2 separate regions of the Muntiacus reevesi genome follow, and region 2 is linked to region 1. Evidence: chromatin contacts called from public Hi-C data. All regions are on one chromosome and are shown on one strand. The core of a region is the stretch at or near the end of the contact, and the rest is flanking DNA. Distances in the headings are between cores, read along the strand shown. Region 1 holds the start of BACH2 (BTB domain and CNC homolog 2). Region 2 holds the start of CASP8AP2 (caspase 8 associated protein 2).

What was found. A called contact is a pair of places that touch in the nucleus more often than the background predicts.
Region 2: a contact with region 1 is called in a Hi-C map of blood, with 6 times the contacts expected there. The contact joins the promoter of CASP8AP2 here to the promoter of BACH2 in region 1. A contact is called at or near these places in 2 of 3 Hi-C or Micro-C datasets (blood and muscle).

The regions. Positions count from the first base shown.
Region 1 is chr19:56,016,768-56,019,518 of mMunRee1.1, reverse strand. BACH2 (BTB domain and CNC homolog 2) reads right to left here and starts at 1,416. Exons shown (of 7, transcript XM_065911689.1): 1 at 1,293-1,416.
Region 2 is chr19:56,440,052-56,442,802 of mMunRee1.1, reverse strand. CASP8AP2 (caspase 8 associated protein 2) reads left to right here and starts at 1,389. Exons shown (of 11, transcript XM_065911470.1): 1 at 1,389-1,450.

The DNA.
Region 1 (2,751 bases), core at 167-2,666:
TTTCCAGGGGTCACGGGTCGTCGAGACGACGGTGACCAGACCGGCTAATTGCGAAGCGCTCCTTCTCCGGCCACAGACAAAACCCGCTGACGGCGGTGCGGGAACTTCCCAAGTTATCAAACTCGCTGCATGCGAGACGGTGCTGCAGATACCTCGCGCGCCCGCGACCCTGGAAGCCTGGGGCGCGCGGTCCTTTCACGCGCACACACCCGGCCCTGCCCGCTTCCTCCCACGGCCCCGAGTTCTTGCAAATCCCCGGCCAAACCGAGGTCGCCTAGGTGCTCACTCGGGTCCCCTCTCGCGGGCAGCCAGGGTAGTCCAAGGAGCGCCAACCGCCTCCCTCTCCATGGGGGCTCGGGTCCTGAGCACTCAGCGGTGAGAGCAGAGAAACTGCGAGACCCCACAGGGCGCCTCTGCGAGGCGCGGCGGGGAGGTGTCCCCTGGATAAACTCCTCTCCTAGGTGGAGCCCAAAGGGGGGTGCAGGCTGAAGTGCAGGCAGGGAGAAGAAGGTGTGTGTGTTGCACTTTGATTTCATGCAGAATCGTGGAAGAGGAAGGTGCAAGATTTTCCTGTCTGAAGGCACGAGCCCCTCGGTTCGAGCTCCCCGGGACTCATGCCAATGACCCGGTCCTTGGCTAGTAGCGATCGTACCCAGCGCGCAGCCCGAGGTCTGCGCTGAGAGTCCCTGGGCTGCCTCTTCCCGGGACCCTAAACTTGGGCTTTGATACCCCGCCTGTCGCTGTAGTCTCAGCTACCCGGCGGCGGCTGACAGCCGAGCGCAAAGCTTCGCGGAGCAGCCCCGGGCGCCGACGCCGCGAGCTGGGAGGAGGCCGCCCGGCCTGGCACCGCGATCGCGGGCCGGGGGCCCGAGCGCAGGGCCGTGGGTCTGACAGCTGCTCCGGTCGCGCGGACGCGCGCCTCCCTCCAGCCCGCCCTCCCCACGCCTGACTTATTACCCTCTGCTCCTCCTCCCCCTGCCGTTCCAAAACACCCGTCGACGCGAGCAAAATACAATGCCGCCTCGCCCGCCGTAAACAGCCGGGCGAGAGAGCGCACGGCCGGAGCCGTGCGTCCGCCCGCTCCGCTCCCACCCCCTTCCCGTTCCTAGAAAATGCCATCAAGGCGGGCAGGGCGCTCGGCTGGCGGCTGCGTGCGCGCCCGGCAGCCGCGGCTCCTTCCCGCGCCGCTTCCGCACGCCTCCCCGCCAGCCGGGCGAGCCCGCTCCCCCGCGCCCCCTCCCCGGCCAACTCGCCCGGCCGCGGGGCCCGGGACCCGCGGGCCACGGACTCACCTCGCCGGAGAACTTTGCGTTCCTCTCCGTCTGCTCCTGCCCGCGTCCTCCCGGCCCGCAGCCCCCTCCCGGCGGTCGGCGGATCGGGGCGGGGTGGGGGTCACCGAAAGCCCGCGGAGAGGGGGCGCATCACATGGCAGCGCGCCCCAGCCCCCCGAGAGTGGCGGGAAGGGGGAGGGGAGGCCGGGGCGAAGGCGAGAGCCCGGCGGCCGCGGAGGGGCAGGCGGGCGGCGAGGGCGGCGGCGGGCGCTGGCTTCAGCGCTGCTGCGACCGCAGCCGGCGTGCACGGTGGCCGCGGCCGCTGCTGGCGAGGCGGCGGCTGCTCGGCGCTGTCTGCTCCGCGCCGCGCGGCTCGCGCTCTCCCCGGAACGCCCACACTCTCAATCGCTACATTGTTGACATTCGGCGCTGACGTCACCCGCTCCCCATTCACAATAACTTTACGGGAGCCGGGCAGCGCACCTCCCCGGCCGCTGGGGCGCCGTACGCCCGGCGACTAGCGTAAGCCGCTCCGCGAATGGCGCTCGGGGCTGGGGCGGAGGGGCACGGGGCGGGCGCGCGCTCGGCCTGCTCGCGGGAGGGGGCGCGCCTCACGCCGCCGCCGCCGCCGCCGCTCTCCCCGCTTTGTGCGGCCGCGCGGCCTGCAGGGCCCCCTGCTCCTGGCCCTCCTGGCCGCCTGGCTGGGTCCGGCCTGGCCGGCGACTCGCCCAGGGGCCTCGAAAGGCCGGGACTGGGGGCGAGAGGGGAGGTTGGAGAGGTGATGGCTGGTGTGGCACGTGCGGAGCGGGCAGAGCCGGGGCGCCCGACCCTGGAAGGGGAGTGGGACCTCGAGACCTGGGATTCCGGGCTTGCTGGCGGTTTCCCAAGAAGGGGCAGGAAAAGATGCGCCGCTCAAAGCTGACCGGTCCCCCTGTTGGGAGCAGACGGGGTGAGAAAGAGTAGCTTCTGACCTAAGGTTGACACTGAGTTTGCAATCCTTTCCAGGAGGGCCTCCGCCTGTCCCACCGAGGTGGCCCCTGAGTCCGCACGCCAGGGTTGGAAAGGGGCGCGTGCGATGGCGAAGCTCACCCAGGAGCCTGCCTCGCGGCTGCCTCCCCAGTCCTGCTGGGGTCCAGCCCCCTGCCCGCCGCCCACTCCAGAGGCCGCCAGGGTGTTGCTGCTGCGCCTGAAGGCCAGCGCGCGGCCGCCCTGTCGGAAGAAAGCTTGATGGTGGTTAGGGTTTTACAGAAAGTAATTAGGACTTCGACTGAAGGAACATTTGCAATTAAAGGGGGTTGTGTTAGTACAGTGCTGGTGCCTGCAACTTTACGCCTGCCAGGGCCAAGAAATTCTGCCACGTTTCCCCGAGCACCTATAACTTGGCCCCCTTGTGTACAGGCGGTATTCTGTATTATTGCATGCGGTGCTGGTTTTTAATGAAGATTATAAAACTTTGGCTCGCTCTACTGAGAGAAGGACC
Region 2 (2,751 bases), core at 140-2,639, 420 kb before region 1:
CAAGGCCAACAGAGCTTACTGAATGTAAATCAGATCACCAGCACCCCAACCTTAAAAACGTTTGGTGGCCCGCCCATGCCTCATCTTTAAAAGTAAATTCCAAGCTCTGCGACAAGTTCTTATGGGGCTTCAAGGTCTGATCCAAGCCTCTCTCCCCAGCCTCACCTCACCCTTTTATGTTAAAGCAACGACGTATGCCTTGTGATTGCACACCTTCTACCCTTCCAGTTTCCACTACCTGGAAAGCTACCTGGCTAACTTCTCTTCAGAAGCGACGGTGGTTGGGGAAGAGTCTGCTGCTGCTAAGTCACTTCAGTTGTGTCCGACTCTGTGCGACCCCATAGACGGCAGCCCACCAGGTTCCCACGTCCCTGGGATTCCCCAGCCAAAAACACTGGAGTGGGTTGCCGTTTCCTTCTCCAATGCTAGAAAATGAAGAGTGAAAGTGAAGTCGCTCAGTCGTGTCCGAATCTTCGCGACCGCAAGGACTGCAGCCTACCAGGCTCCTCCACCCATGGGATTTTTCAGGCAAGAGTACTGGAGTGGGGTACCCTCGCCTTCTCCATGGGGAGAGTCTAGGAAACCAGTATTCTTTCTAAATATATTCACCCAAATGAGGACTTTTTGAAAAACTTTAAAATATACAATAAATTGTTAATGACAGTCGCAAGCTGTTAAAATGGACAAACAGGAGGAAAGGACTAGGGCTCAAGATCACATCTCTAGATGAGGTAGCAGCGAAAGCTGGCTTTATTTCCCCACCGGTCAGTGGCACAGGGCCAGCCTCTGGGGGTTAGACCCTACAGGTGCCTCTGATGCCCGCAAGTTCTAAGAGATAATTCTGGTAGCCTGACTCTAAAAAGCGCTGCTCTCTCTCCCATCCCACTTGACTGGTACCCCCTCGGTACCAGCTCCCCGGGGTAAACTGCTTAGCCTGCAGTCAAGCGTCTGAGGGCAGCGCACAACAGCCTTACTCGTCGTCATCACTTCAGCGCCCAGCGCCTGTCCGGCACGCGGTTGGCAACCAGTCGAATTAACTGAACACAGAACCAAATAAATTAGTCGAATTAACAGAACAAAGACCTAAGTAAATGACAGTGCCTTCTCAACTATTGCTTTTCCCTTTCATGAAGGAGCTCCCGGACCCCGCCCCACCTCAGCCAAGGTTCTGCCCCTTCCATAGCGAAGCCCCGCCCCTTCTTCCCCGCCAGGGCAGGCCCCGCCCCTCTGCCTCAAACACGCGAGTTTGGCGCCAACCGTGCTTTTTTTAATCCCTCCCAAAGGCGGGAACTATTAATGTGCGCCGAGGACGTGCTTTGCGTCCGATCCGATTGGCCGTGGGCGCTCAGTCCCGCCTCCGGGTGCTAGTAGCGAGCTGGCATTGGTGGAGATGCAGGGAGACCAGGGTGTCCAGAGAGGATCCCAGGCTGCTTTGGGCCAGGCGGGGCGGGTAAGTTCTTCTGGGGGTCCGGTCTGCGCGGAGCTTCTGGGAAGAGTTTGCATGGCGCGGTAGTCCCCGTAGCGGAGGATGACTGCGTCCGGGGATCCAGGGAGTTGAAGGGAGCAGCGGAGTCGGTGGGGGTTGGCGTGCGTCTGATGTCCGGGGCCCCCAGGAAGCCGCGTTCCTCGGATGCAGCTTCTGGGCTTTCACTTCAGATCCCTCTATGGTCCTTCGAGAGAATTCGGGAGGTGGCGGGGGCGAGGACTAGCGCAGGTAGGAATTGTCCTTTCGACCACTCTTCCTGCCCCTCCCCTCCAAAACCTCTCTCTCCTTGGAATTGTCCTTTCGACCATTCTTCCTTCCCCTCCCCCCCCAAAACCTATCTCTCCTTGGAATGTACTCGTTCGGATGCGATTCTCTGGAGGAGTGGGTCTTTCCTGTGTCTGGTGATCATTGATGTAGTTTGTTTGTTTCGGCCACTGTTATACCCAGAGAAGTTGTTTACCTTAATCTCTACAGGTATAAGACTCTTTTCCTAACACAGAGTAGATCCTAAGTCAGATGTGAATGTATAATTCGTAGAGTGTCAAGATTTGCGCTTCAGACATCAACTTGCCATTGATTCTGATTCTTCCCTGCTCTTTCCCATTCTTTACAGCTCCAGCTCCAAACCTTGTCTGTCTTGAAGGCTCCTCCTCCATCTCACTCAGGGCTCTTTTGATTGGAGGGGGGACAGAGGCCTTCAGGGGAAGAGTCCCTCTACCCCAATTAGTTCTAGCGTTTCTTGCCATTTTGCAAGAGATCACCCATTAAAAAAATTTTTTTTTTATATTCTTCTCTCTAATGAATATTCTTGGTTTTGTCATCTGGCTTTAGAGACAGTTGGGTTCTAATCCCAGGTCTCCCTTTACCAGCTGTTGGACCTTGAGGCAAATTTCTCTTATCTATTTCTGCATCTGTAAATTGGAAAAAATAATAGTCTGTACCTCATAGGACTTTGGGAGGATTTAAGATAAATTAATAATGTATTTAAGAGCATTTAGGTCAGTGGCTGGCACATAGGGTACAGTATATATGGTGTTTGTTATTCTTTTCCCCGTACATCATTTTAGGGATCTTGCTATATTTGATTAAGCCTTTCCTGTGAGCCTAAAGATACCCTTTCCCTCTCCCCTGACTATTTGTCTACAGATATTTTTGTTTTTCTCTACAAATGTTAATTTCATTCCCTTGATTTTTTTTTTTCTTAAAGGAAACCTCCTTCAGACTGTCTCTTAAAGACATCCTATCACAAAAGCCTAGGTGATCCT